2 separate regions of the Mus musculus genome follow, and region 1 is linked to region 2. A link is a contact called in public HiChIP or PLAC-seq data. All regions are on one chromosome and are shown on one strand. Each heading gives the region's core, a stretch centred on a gene start, on an enhancer-like site or on the middle of the called end of the contact. The rest is flanking DNA. Distances are from core to core; before and after follow the strand shown.

Region 1 (7,320 bases), core at 441-2,940, 340 kb after region 2:
ACCAACAACTTCCCTGGAAAATCCTGGGCTCTATCTCAGGACTTAGGGTTCTTAGGGTCTTCTCTGAGAAGAGCCTGAGACAGCTGGTTGCAAATTCACCCAGATCCAGTTTTTACATAGATGATCATAGTATCCATTCCCCACTTTACTGATTTACTGGTCCCCTGCCCATGTTTGTTCATCCCTATGTTTTACACGTAAAATTGATTTCAGATGCATTTGGAGATGCGCACAGATTCCTGACATTGGAGGGAACTGGCTAATTTGGATGAGGACCCCCATCATTTTCCTTTCCATTTCTTTTCTCATGGTCTGATCATTTATCTGTTACTGATAAAGATGTACATTTGACTGGGCTGAGACTTAGAAGCAGATGCTCTCAGCGAGGACAGCCTACATCTTTTGGCGATCTGTTCCTGGCATTTTTTTTCCTTTGGCTTCCTTCGTTCTCTTGGCATATTCTGCAGTCTGCAGCCTCCCCCTTGTTTTCTTTAGCCTGTCGTTTCTTCGGCGAAATACGTTGGCGGCGTTTGTGTTGCAGGACACATGGAGTGACAAGACATGGAGTCTTGGGTGCATTTAAGGGCTTCCTGACAGCATGTTCACAGGCACCATCTTCTTGAGCGAGATCAAAAGTTGGCACAGTTTTGCTAGCTCTTTTGGTCCCCAGTAGCAGAAGCACCGTAGTATCTGTCAATCTAAAAATAGCCTCCCTCTCTCTCTCCCTCTCTCCCTCTCTCTCTCTCTCTCTCTCAGTAATCAAGTCGTGAACATTCAGATTGACATCTTTCCACAAAGTATCTGTGAACACACAATTCCCTTCCCCCATTCGCGTTGGTCATAACAGGAATGCCCCTTACTCAACAGCAGGGTGTTCTGCTGTGGGTCAAGACACTTTGTTTCATGGGAAAACCTTGTTTGTTGTTCCCACCACTGATTGGGGGCCCACAACCCTTCCACTCTTCACCCAGAGCATACCCAGGGCATCATCCCTATTTCTAGGTCTGTGTGTTTCTCATAGGACCAGTGATGTTTGCATTCGAGATCCATGTCAAAGAGCAGTGGCTGGGTATTGTTCAGTTTCATCTTGAAGGAGCCCTCAACTGAAGAGGTACAGCACAAAGGAGCAGGTTTTCTTCTCTTCCGCCCCTCCCCCTTGGTTTTGCTGAGGGAACCCAGGGTCTTACTTGGACCAAGCAAGCATCTACCACTGAGCTGCACTCCAGCCCAGCATCACTATTGCCCGTTGCCTCTCAGGAGGAGGTTCCTGCCCCTTCCTTACCTCCTTGGGCCTCTGTCTTGTACGGCCTGTGAACAGAAAGAGTCACTATCCAGGACTTCATTTTTCCATGACTGTTAATTTTATCAGTATCTGGCACATAGTATGGGCTCATGCTTATGAGAATTAGCGTCTTTGCGGTATAGAAGTTGAGGTCCCAAAGATGCTTATGGGATTAGCATCTCTACTTTGCAGTATAGAAATTGAGGTTCCAGAGATTGCGTTATCTCTGACAACACTGTGAAAACCTCAGCTTAGTTTCTGCACACCTTAGGAGCTTTGCAGAAGACCAAGAGAAGGATCAGAGCTTTAGTTGCTCTGGGCGGGAGGAGCCCAGGACCGGACTGTATGCAAATATCTCAAGGGGAGGCTTCGGATTGGTCCGTTTGAGAGGGGCGGGGCATGCCCTTGCTGGTGACAGGTGAGCGGAGCTGCAGGGAGCAGGTGCGCGTTCTCAGGCAGAGTGCATCGCGAAGGCTCATCTCGGGCGATGCTCCTGCTCTGGGCCCTGCTGGCTCTCGGATGCCTGCGGTGTGGCTGGAGTAAGCCGGGGAGAAGACCTCCAGGGCGTGTCCAGGGAGGCCTGAGGGGAGTGGAGACACTGAGTGGCACTAGGAATCTCATTTAGGGGGTTCAGGAATAGGCGCCTGCATTAGGGACACAGATGTTAGCAGCTGTAGTAATAGAAACTGATGGGAATCCCAGCGCCCACCCTTGGGCTGGCCTCAATTCTGTGATGGTTGTTGCTAGGGAACACCACACAGGGGCTGCAGAGAGCAGACTCACCCAGTCCTGTGGTGACCCCTGAACTGAGGGGAGGTAGAACGGCAAGTTCTTGGAGTGGGAGGGATGTTCCATCCTGGCATTGGCTTGTTGATCCTTATGGCCCGGGCAGATAGTGAGGAGAAGCCTGCAGGGGTTGAAGCTGAGAGTAGACATGAAAAAGCTGTGAACTTCGGGACCTCACTGTCTTTCCTCAGAGACTATGAGGGAAGCCAGTGGGGGAGCCACAAAGGGTCTGAGAGAAAGGAAAACGGATGAGGCTTGCTTGTTAGGGTAGACCGTTCAAGTGAAGAGAGTGAGGGGTGGAGGCAGAGAGACCTTATGGAGACAGCTAGAGGGCAGCAGCTGTCTGACTGAGGTGGGGTAGGGATGTGTCTGCCCAGAATGACCAGCAAGGTGGGCACAGGGAACAGGAGAAAAGTTCATGGGATGACCCATTGGGAGGACCAAACCCAGTACTGGACCTGCAGCAAGGGCCCAGAGGTCAGCTCCTACCCTCATTGCCTTCCCCAGCTGTGAACCTCCAGCCCCAACTGGCCAGTGTGACCTTTGCCACCAACAACCCTACCCTCACCACCGTGGCCTTGGAGAAGCCTCTGTGCATGTTTGATAGCTCAGAGCCACTCAGCGGCTCTTACGAGGTTTACCTCTATGCTATGGTCGACTCAGGTAAGGGACCCGCTTCCCTCCAAAAGCGCCACTTGACAGTCTACGGGGAAGAGGGGGAAAGTGGGGGGTGGGATATTGCATGTCTATGAAGGTCCAGGATGCCTTCACTTATCACTGCTCTCACACACACTGACACCATTGTGGTTGTGGCCCCAGACCTGCCCTTTACCAGGCTGGTGGGAGGGAGCCACACCAGTTTCCCAGCACCAGCCTAGCACCAGCTGCCTTGCCCACTTTAGAGCCACTGTCTGCAAGCAGCATGCAGGGTATTATGGTAGAGTAGGGGATGAAGACGGGGTGGGGGCCCCTCTCTGGGGTTTGGACAGCTACATTCTGATCTCACAGGCCTTTGAGCCTAGGGTTGTTTCAGGGTTTTTCCCTGGATTGCTCCCTGTTTTCCAAACCACAATAATGTAAGCTCCTGAATTTGGGGACCAGCCACCCCATAAATGGCCTATTAACATCTCCAGCATCCCATCCTGTCAGCAGGCCTCTATTACTGCCTACATGCGCCCAATCTGTGGATACCCTGAGGTATTTTTCTATTTCACCGAAGTCCAGGGGCCAGAGATGTCAAGTGGTTTGGTCACCCAGGAAGTAAAGAGAAAATGTGCAGTATGGGTCCAGCCACACTCACCTTAGCATTATCCCAGTCCTTCCCATTTCGAAGAGGAAAGAATCCGGGCTGGAGAGATGGCTCAACGGCTAAGAGCACTGGCTGCTCTTCTAAAGGTCCTGAGTTCAAATCCCAGCAACCACATGGTGGCTCACAATCACCGGTAATGAGATCTGATGCCCTCTTCTGGGGTGTCTGAACACAGCTACAGTGTACTTACATATAATAATAAATAAATCTTAAAAAAAAAAAAAAGAATCTAGGACAGCTACAAGTGGCAGAGGTTTGTTGAGCTAGAGGGACACCAGAAGACAGTGAGTGAGACATGGATCCAGTACCTCACAGTGGGGTGTTTCTGGGACAGCTGCACTGTTACCTCTGAGCACACGCCAATCATCCTAGTGCCCGCCACCAACCTGGACAGCTCTGGACTCGGGTGTTTGATGGGTGACTGAGTGCTTGCTGCTGAGTTAGAGTGGCCAGGGTCTTGACTTCCTGCATCCTCTCTGCAGCCATGTCCAGGAATGTGTCTGTACAGGACAGCGCTGGCGTCCCACTGAGCACCACTTTCCGGCAAACCCAGGGTGGGAGGTCAGGCCCCTATAAAGCTGCGGCCTTTGACCTGACCCCTTGTGGTGACTTGCCCAGCCTGGATGCTGTTGGAGATGTGACCCAGGCCTCAGAGATCCTGAACGCATACCTAGTCAGGGTGGGCAACAACGGGACCTGTTTTTGGGACCCCAACTTCCAGGGCCTCTGCAACCCACCCCTGACAGCGGCCACTGAGTACAGGTGGGTGTCAGAGGCTGTGGGAGGATGAGGGACAAAATGGGGAACAAAATGGGGGAAGCCACACTTCACAGAGCTCAGGGATCAGGTGTCTGGAAGGGTGGGCTTCCTGGTTTGCAGCAGGTACCCAGAGACCCGAGAGGGCCAGCTTGGCACCTTGCTCTGCAAGCAGTTTGAAATTCATCCTGTCTTCCTTTTCTCTTTCCTTCCTTCCTCCCTCTCTCCTTCCCTCCCTGCCTTTCTCCTCCCCACCTCCTCTTTTGCTTTGAGACAGACTTTCACATAGCCCAGGTTAAGCTTGACCCCCTGTGCTGCCTGGTTTAGGCTGTATGTGCTCCTATGGTTTCGCACATGCTGAACATGCACCCTTCCACTGAACTATAGCCACAGCTCCATAAGGGGCTTTACTTTTAAGGGTCACTAAACTACAGGCCGTAGATGAACTGGTCCTCAGATTATCCAGTCCACTGTCTAAACTGGGATGTAAGTGGGCTACAACAGACCTTATTATCTCTCTGGGTCTTCTCTTCTGACTAGCTTGTTTGGGGATTCTTACACCTAAAACATAGCCCTGATCCAAGGGCTGGTGATGGAAGCTATTGGGCTGGTTTTCTAATTCTCTTTGTGACCACAAGGACCACAGCTGCCAGGAGGGTCTGTGGATTAACACTCAGCAGGGGTGCTACAGCGGCATAAAATTAAAAGGAGGTGCTCCCAGAGGAAGGCTGAACAACAGTCCCAACCAGGAAGGCTTCCCAGAGCAGATGCTACCAGACTGGAAAAGGATCCAGGGTATATGTGGTCAAGTCCAGTATCCTTCTCTTGTCCTGACCTCACCCAGTAGCTGTCTCGTGGAAGACTTCCTGTGTGCTCCCCATGGTCCTCCTCCTGCCTGTTTCCTGTGGCTGGGTGCATGGGTTAGATGAAAGCCACCCTTACTCCATCTTCTTCCAGATTCAAGTATGTCCTGGTCAACATGTCCACAGGCTTGGTGCAGGACCAGACACTATGGTCAGATCCCATCTGGACCAACCGGCGTAAGTGTGTACTGGGGGGGTGAGCTCCTTGGAGCTGAGTCCTGGGTCTAACTAAACCTGGCTGGCTCTATCCCTCACATAGTGGGCACCTCCATCTCCACGCCTGGCTAGCTTGGTGAGATGACTCTAGGAACCCTAATGGCAGCAGCAGGCCCAGTACTCCTGGACCCGGTCCTAAAGGGTTGGCCTCTGGGGACAGAGTGCATATGGGACTGCTTAGACTTGAGAGTACCAGCGTGGAGTTGAACTCAGAACAGACAATGTCACAGGTCACTTGCTCACTGTTGGACTGGTCCGTCATTCCCAAGGGTGACAATAATGAAGAGCCACATCCCCTCTGAAGTGCTGGCTCAGCTTTATTTTGTTCAGACTATGTATGCCATCCATGTCACCAGAAGTGACATGTAACTAACCTTATGCAAAAAGGGGAAGACACCAGAAAGACTCAGCCTATGGTAAAGAATGAGAAGCAGAGGAGCCACCGGGCCAAAGTCTGGGGAGAGCAATTACTGCCCTGGGTTCCTAGGTCACCCTGGATTCCAGGCAGCCAAGGCAGGTGGCAGGTTACCTTGCCTGTCCCTGGGAAAAGATCCAGGGTGGGACATTTTCTGGGATTAAGTGGGGTGTGGTCCTCTGCAGCCATCCCCTACTCGGCCATCGACACGTGGCCCGGCCGGCGGAGTGGAGGCATGATTGTCATCACGTCCATTCTGGGCTCCCTGCCCTTCTTCCTGCTCGTGGGTTTCGCTGGAGCCATCATCCTCAGCTTTGTGTGAGTTCCACAGCCAGAAAGGGAGGAGCCTGGAGACAGGGTGACACACACCCCCTCCCCAGGAAAGGCTTAGCATCCAGGTCCTCTGAGCTGGAGCAACCTGCCATGGTGCTGGTGAGAGCAGACAGAGCCTTGGTATCTCAGGGTCACGTCCTTCAGCTGGCAAGGGAAGGGCCCAGGAGAGGGAAGGACTCTAGTGCATCCCGGTTAGTGGGCAGTGGGCCCATTCAGATCTCAGTTCTTAGGCTGGGTGTGTAGCTCAGTGGTATGACACTTGCGCAGTACACAGGAGGCTCTGGATTTAATCCCAACACCCCACAAAGGAGACGTGCTTTAGCTCTGATGGAGTGACCTTAGCAAGATGTCCAGGTTCTCAGTTTTCCCATATGGAAAATGGAGGCAATAGTAATATTCAGGGCAGAGTCTTCCTATTTCATCCCATGAGCCTCTCTCTGCCCGTGATCCTCTTTCAGGATCAGAGTATCTCTGCCTCCTCCTCCAGGAAGTCTTCCATTTGGACTTGTCCACTCTGTGTGATCATTCTTGACTTTAATCTGTCTCCCCTGATGATCAGGGCACTTTGAGGACTTGGAACAATGGCGTCCAATTCTTCAGCTCAAAGATGTAACACTATCTGTATAAGTTCAAGTAGGGTTACCCTTCTCTTATCCAGAGGTCTAGCATATAACAAGGACTTCAAAAATACTGGCTTGTTGAGATTATGTCCTGGAAGGCAATATAATGTCTAAGTTAGGGCCCTGGGCAACTGGAGGAGTCCAGGTTTGCTCTGCTCCCCTAATCCTGACTCTCTCTCTCTCTCTCTCTCTCTCTTTCTGTGCCAGGGACATGGGCAGTTCTGATGGGGAAATGACACACGACTCACAGATCACCCAGGAGGCTGTTCCCAAGACCCTGGGGACTTCTGAGCCTTCCTACTCATCTGTGAACCGGGGCCCACCCCTAGACAGAGCAGAGGTGTTCTCCAGCAAGCTTCAAGACTGAAACAAGCCAAGCCCCGGCACCAAGCCATGGCCACTTTTCAACTTGGCCCTGTGGTTGGCAGTGATGGTGTTTATGCTCTGACTGGACCAGATGTGAAACATGACATCTTGGTCCAACCTCATGAAAAAGCTAAATAAAATCTTAAGTGTTAATGTCCAGAGTGAAAGGAGAAGCAGGAGATGGATGTGTGGGTAACGTCACTCTGAGGGCTTGGATACTGTGTCTCAGGAGGTGGGGACACTGTGTTCAAAACTATGGTAGTGAGAGCTGCCTGAATGTGTTATTCAGCCCTGAACCCTGAGTCTTCGTCTCCCCATCTGTAAAATGTGCTGATGGACAGGGTTGTTACAAGGCTGGCCTGACCCAGCTTCCT
Region 2 (6,734 bases), core at 2,911-5,410:
GGCCAGGCTGCAGCTTCAGCCTTGTCATATACACACCCTGACTTCTTGCATGTGCCCTAGCCTCCCTGAACCCCTGTTTCTCTGTTGTGACATGAGACCCCCTCACCTCTGCAAGGGAGCACTGCAGCCTTGGGAGCACCACAACCATGGGAGCACTGCAACCATGGGATCATCACAGCCTTGGGAGCACCACAGCCTTGGGAGCACCACAGCCTTGGGAGCACCAGATGAGGCAGTGTGTTTAAGCCCTGCCTCCCTGTCCTATCTCTTGTCCTTCCTACCCCAGACAAGGATCCCTTCTTCAGTTGACTCCTTCAAAGAAGTTCTCTGTCCTCTTTGATTGACATGGGGAAAGAGAGGGTGAAACCACATTGTGATCTTGTCCTAGACTAGAAATCAGGGGTCAGGAGTTGAGAGTCCTGGGCCCTGAAAATGAACCACCTGGGCCCAGCCCCTCAGTACTTTCATACCCCATGAGTCAGAGAGGATTGTGGGGGAGTGTGGTTCCCCCCCCCCAAAGGGCTTCAGCTTCTATGTTTATTGACCCTCAAATTCTGAGATGCCCATCCTCCAGATGTGTTCACTGAGTCCCTTAGAGGTCAGGTCAAGCAAGACCAGATGGGCCTCCATCCTGGTTGCTCACTTAGGGCTCACTCTAAGAAGGATGGTCCTGATGCTCTTTGAGTCTCCCTTGGTGGCCTGTCTCAAGTTCCTGTTTCTAGCTTGCCAAGTGGAGGTGGGATGAAACCTGGGTCCTGTGGAAGGAGACTGTGGTTCTGAGGTAGGGACACTGGCAGCTTGAGGGATTCAAGAATGAATCCGCTTATCTCCCTTGTCCTTAATCAATAATCAATAATCTTAGGCACAAGTGATTCTCTTCAAGGCCACTCCTAAACAACTGTTGAATCCTTGATCCAGGCACCAAGCCCAGAGGTCCCTATCAGTGCCCAGAGGACCCAGCAAGGCATGTAAGGCCCTGTACCTGCTTACAGGGGTCATAACTGTACCAAAAGATGTCCAGGAATTCTGCCAAACAATGGCTGTTGTGTTTTGGTTTGTTGGGATTTTCTGATACTTCGGGCCACAGGAACACTTTTATAGGAGTTAGTCTTGCCCCCGCCCAACTCCTCCTTTGTCTTTGCTGAGGAGTTAACAGCCTGGTTTCCTCCTAGACTCTACCTTGGATTTCTGGGCCCAGGGAGCTCTGCCCTTTGCTGCCTACCACCAACACTCACACCTAGCAGCACCCGAGCTGCCTACCACCAGCCCCAACACCCGGCGGCACAGCACCCCCGCGTCTCTGTCGCACTTCTGCCTTGGGCTGTGGGTGTAGCCAGTGTTCGTCTGTGCTGGGGCGGGGACAGCTCGTTTCTTTGCTCTCTGGAGATGTTGTCTTTTTTTTTTTTTTTTTTTTTTACTTTCCTTTCTTTGAGACACTGTCTCCTAAGAGTCTATAATTCGCTATGGGGCTGGCTGCAAACTCAGGGCAATCCTCCTGTCTCAACCTTCCAACAACCAAGATTTCAGGCCAGCACCCCTACACTTGGCACTAGAGATGTCTTTTAAGTCTCACCCATTCTGGATATTGCTTGTCCTGCTTCTAGCCCCTTCCCTAGGAGCCCCCTGCAGCTCACTTCTTCCTTCCTCTCCTGCCCACTGTGGCCTCCCCTCCCCTACCAGCCTTCTCCCTCCCTCTGGTTACTCAGACTGCCTCTCTGTTCCCATCTGGCCACTCCTGCCAGACGGGCAGCCAGGGGTCAGTTCTGCCCCTTGTCCTGCCCAACTGCTGAATAAAAGGTCAGGCTTCTCTGAGGGGACCAGGGTTTTGCTGCAGCGACACCCGTGGCAGAGAAATGGTGGCCTCGTGTTTATGCATCTTGGTTTTCACCGATCTGACCTAAAACATGAGATAGATATATCTAGCCATTCCTATTGAGTAGCGACTGTGTGCCAAGCATAGGGAAGGTAGATATGAACAAGTTCCTGCTCCTGGCTCTGATAGACAATGTCAGGAAAGCCAGATTAAGTCTAAACAAGGGCAGGGGCAATCAGAGAAAGGAGAGATGATCTTCAACTTTGATCTCCACTGAAAGGGGTTCTGGAGAGCAGGGAGGCTCGCAGGTTTTGAAGGCATCTCAAGGATTGGGGGCCTCGGGCTTGCTCTTCAGCACAGTGGGAACTCAGGAGGGCAATGTGTGCCATGGCCAGCTCTAGTTATTGTTTGTGAGGGCAAGAAGCAACAGTCAGAAAGAGTGGTCAGAAAGGATCTGTAGTTCAGGCTAGGGTGCTAAGAACCAAGGATGGGGCAGGGTGGGTAGACTCAAGAGGAAGGCCTAGTACATGTATCCGATCTTTTTTATTTTAAAATTTTGATTATGTGTATGAGAATGTGTGCCTGAGTGTGGGTTTGTGTACTTGCATGCAGTGCCCCAAAAAGGCCAGAAGAGGGTGCTGGATTCACAGAGCTGGAGTTACAGGTAGTTTGTGAATTGCCACATGCTAGTGCTGAGAACCAAACTTGTATCCTCTGAGAGAGCAGTTCAGCCTGAGGGTTAGGGTTGTGATTTTACGTTGGCCGGCATTCATACCTATCCTGACGCACATAGAGTTTGTAGGCAGAGACTGGACATACTTGATACAGGATGTAAAACCCCAGGGTCTGGAAGGATAGAGAGAGACCATGGATGTGTGGCCTTCACTTTCCAAAACACAGGAAACTGAAGCCTTTGAGAAGTGACTCACCCAAAGCTTACAGCTGCTCCAGGGATGGAGAGCACCCACCCGGGACATAGGACTAGCCACAAGGCTAGTGCTATGGAGCAATGACAGCCCTCCCCTCCCCTCCGCTCCCCTCCCCTCCCCTCCCCCCAGCCATGCTGACCACCACTGTACACCTGAGTGAGCAGTTTCTACACCCCCACCTGAATGCCGCATCCTCCCAGACCTGGGTTCCTTGACTTGGTTCAGAAAGCTGGTGCCTGTTGTTTGGAGACTGGAAAATTCATCTGCTGTTGACCCCCAAGTCAGGTCCTCACTGGGGCCATTGACTGAATGAAGGAGGTAGGAGCAGCCCAGCCCTTCCCTGCCCTGGCTGCCATTTCACAATAGGTTGAGTGGCCTTCGGCTCTGTGAGAGTTCTTGCGAACAAGGAGTTGTCTGTTTGATCCTTGCCTCCTAAGACAGGCATGTGGGGGTGTCCAGTACACAGTGGCTGGTTAGGAAATGCTGATGGTGGGAGTTGAACCATGACTCTACTCTCCTGCAAGTCACCTGGGGCTGTGCTTGGAAGTGGCAGGCAAAACGAGTGGGACTCCCAGATCTTGCTTGAAGGAGGCTGTGTGTCAGGAGCTGGGGTGTCAGGGGCACTGTGTGTTCGTGAGCCTTGGTCCAGCCTGCCATGTTCTGGTGGCAGAACCCGGGAGAGATTATTTTGCCCTGGGTGCCCCCACAACATTCCCAGCAGGTAGAATTCAAATTTGCCTCAATGCCCCAGGGCTGTCCTGTCCTAGGATCATTTTGCCTTGTGCCTAAGTCACCAGGATTGAGGAGACACTCTGACTTCTACCATACAAGGGGATCTGGGATTCAGGGGGTGCCACTGTCCTCCATTCCTTCAACTCTCGGTGCAACAACCCCTCTGGCCAGTCAATCATCCAAGGTACCGGCCTGAGAGGACCCTAGTCCCTGGCCCCTCCCCCGAGAAAAGGCTCTAGGACAGCCTGGTCATGCTAAACTCAGGTGGGGTGGGGCTGATGGCTGAGGCACCCGGCAGAAAGCTTTGATCCGCAGTGGGCGGAGCCTGTGTCCACGTGAAGGGGTCTGGATAGATCTCTGTGGGCACAGCCTTTCCTCCTGGGATGGGTGTCTGGAGAGGGAGTGAGTTCAAGAGACGTTAATGGGAGCCTATGAGTCCCTGTGCATGGTGTGTGTGTGACCACAGGGTTGGTTGGGTGCCGGGTGGACAGTTGGGATTGAACTGCTCTGTGGCTCCTGTGTGGTGGCTTCCGAAGGGAAGAAGGGAGGTGGCTGAGAGCAAAGGAGCCAGCCCCTTGAGCTGGCCCTTTGGCCGCAGAGGGCTCCAAGACGCCGGCCCCGCCCTCCCAACAGGAGACCACGCCCACTATGGCCCCGCCCAGGCTGGAGGCCCCGCCCCCGGCCTGCTTTTGCGCTCCGAGCGCTCCACGCTGAGCCGCCGCGAGCCATGGTTCACAGGGCCCCGCGCTGGGAGTGCTGCCCCGGGCGGGGGCGCAGGACCCGGGCGGGACCCCACGGGGTCGCCGGGCTTGCTGCTAGCCGCCGACTATCGTCGTAGGGGACGCGGGGGCGCGTGTGGGCCGGGGTGAGCATGAGGACTCTCCGCAGGTTGAAGTTCATGAGTTCGCCCAGCCTCAGTGACCTGGGCAAGAGGGAGCCGGGCGCGGCGGGTACGGACGAGCGGGGCACGCAGCAGCGCCGGGCCTGCGCCAACGCCACCTGGAACAGGTAAGGCGCGCAGCCCGGAGCGGCGTGGCCGGAGACCGCACCGCGCCACTTTGCGCGCAGCTCGCCCCGCCGCCGGGCCGTGCGCGGGGAGGGAAGTGAGTGCAACGTGTCAGCGGCTAGAGCCCACGATCGCTCCCCGGGGGTGGGTGGGTGGGTGGGCGGCCGGGGAGCAGGAGGCCTCTGAGCCCCCACTTCGCAGGGGCGCACTTGAACCTCGCGGGCCCCCGGCGGGGCGCCGCTGCACTTCCTGTATGCGTGTCGGGCCCTCGGCGCGGGGTGGGCGGTGGCTTTCCCTGAGTTGGACCCCGGGCCTCCCAGCTGTCCGCGGGGGTGCGCCAGCTGCCAGACATTCCTTACCGGACCCTTCCGGAGGCCCATCCAGGACCAGCCGGGCGTGGGAAGCCCCTCCCCCAGCTGTGTTCTCAACCAGTCACAGATAGTTCTTTTAGCCATAGTTCCCCGGTGGGTCTCCTCTTGGCCCTTAAGGAAAAATTAAAAAAAAAAAAAAGTATTTCCATCCAAAGTAAAACACGGATTGAGGGAGGTTTGTGGATGCTGGCTCTCCACTCCACCCCTCCACCTGGCAGAGAAATCCTGCCAGGTTCTTCACCCTCTGTGGTCTGCCACTAGGGACACGGCTGTCACTTGGACACATGTCTTCTGTTCATCTAGTCTGAGAGCAATCGGGGGGGGGGGGCACCCGGCTGCCAGCAGGGACCCTAAGTTCCTCCACTAAGCTGCAGCCTGCCTGAGAGCTGAGACTACCTACCTTAGTTTCCCTCTCTGCTGGGCCTACACCGGTCTCCTCATTGGGCTGGGAGCAGAACTGTGAGAGAAGGAAGACTCCTTTTCCCCAGAACTGCTCAACCACTCTCTTCGTCCCCTTCCTTGTCTCTGGCCAGGGTTTAGTGGAGCCATGCTGACTTTTGGCTCAGATTTCAACTCCACTCCTCTGTTGTGTGGCCCTAGGCAGTTGGTTTTCCACTTCTGGTCCTCAGTTTCTTTATTAATAATATGGGTGAGTGACTGTTGTTGGAGTAAATGTGAAGATGTGTAATCAGGCTGTGAGCATGAGTTCTGGCACACAGTAGGTCTACCCTGTAACTCAGAACTCAAGTCTAGGAACATTCAGAGAGTAGTGTCTCGGAAGTTACTAGAAGCAATTTTGTGGGGACCCTTTCACCCCATCTGGGGGCCTCTGGCTCAGAGGGCTTTGATGGCGCCACGTGCCACCAGTCATGGCTGTGAGAAGGTTTACTCTTTGCCAGAGCTCTGGGAGGGGGAGGCTTGCAAGGGTCGGAGGCGTCCCCTGCCTGGGGAGTCAGGCTCTGGCTGTGTTCTGTGCTCCAATCCTGGGCCAGCCTGTTCAGGGTCCTCACCATCCTAGCCAGCAAGGGAGGTTTTATGCCCCCATCCCAGCTGGGAGATTCAGGGTCACCCAAAGTGGCCAGAACCCATACTGTACAGCATTTCGTGGCTTGAGTCCCGATACTCTCCCACGTACAGACACACATAAGTAAAGGGACTGGTGATGGTGGCCCAGAGTCGCCTCCCAGCCCCAGCGCCTGCCTCTCTTTCTGCTGCCTTTCCAGTGCCTGCAAGGGCTCCAGGACATGAACCCTGAGCAGGGTCAGGACAGCTGTGTCAGCCGCCTGTGCTCTGGCTATCCCTGCAAACTATGGTCCTCCTTCATCTCACGACCATCGCAGCATTAAAGAGTCTTATTTCCCAGTCAGATTGTAAGCCTTAACCTTACACCAGGGACTGTCTAACCCACTGCAGTGACACTGGGTACAACCCTTGAATTTGGTGCACAGCTATTGCTATGTCCTAAGATAGTCCACACATTCATTCATTCATTCACTCATTCATTCACTCACTCATTCATTCATTCATTTTCTTCATGTTGGCTTGACCAAGCTGAAGTGTTAGTTTAGGATCGAACAGCCTGTTCAGAGCCAGAGACCCTAGACCAAATTGGAAAATAAACCAGGGGCTGGGGGGGGTGGGGCGGGGGCCGGTAATTGCTGATGGCTTAGCACTTGGGGGAAGTAGAATGGGGAAACACCAGACCACTGGCCACTTGGCCAGCCCCTGCCTTCCGTGCCTGCTAGCTAGGTGTGTGGGAACATGGGGAGCTCTCTGAAAGAGGCATGGCGCTGCTGGCCTGTCCCACGCTGCTGTTGTGGAGTAGTTTTCAGAGAACCCGCTGCTGCTTTCCTGGAGCTCAAGGGCATAACAGCTCCCTCCTG

What was found. HiChIP or PLAC-seq counts read pairs in DNA pulled down with a chosen protein or histone mark.
Region 1: a contact with region 2 is called in an H3K27ac HiChIP or PLAC-seq map of embryonic stem cells, with 3 times the contacts expected there. The contact joins the promoter of Upk3a here to the promoter of Prr5 in region 2. A contact is called at or near these places in 4 of 115 datasets of contacts at active chromatin or transcription factors (embryonic stem cells, extraembryonic endoderm stem cells and pancreatic cancer cells).

What each region holds. Positions count from the first base shown.
Region 1 is chr15:85,015,451-85,022,770 of GRCm38.p6, forward strand. It overlaps Upk3a (uroplakin 3A), which reads left to right and starts at 1,691. Exons shown (of 6, transcript NM_023478.2): 1 at 1,691-1,821; 2 at 2,576-2,731; 3 at 3,860-4,139; 4 at 5,091-5,173; 5 at 5,813-5,945; 6 at 6,788-7,110. The coding sequence starts at 1,770. The coding sequence ends at 6,947. It overlaps Gm52194 (a long non-coding RNA gene), which reads right to left and starts at 3,486. Exons shown (of 3, transcript XR_003951558.1): 1 at 3,369-3,486; 2 at 2,066-2,204; 3 at 1,694-1,862.
Region 2 is chr15:84,676,838-84,683,571 of GRCm38.p6, forward strand. Prr5 (proline rich 5 (renal)) reads left to right here and starts at 4,161. Exons shown (of 8, transcript NM_146061.4): 1 at 4,161-4,482. The coding sequence starts at 4,346.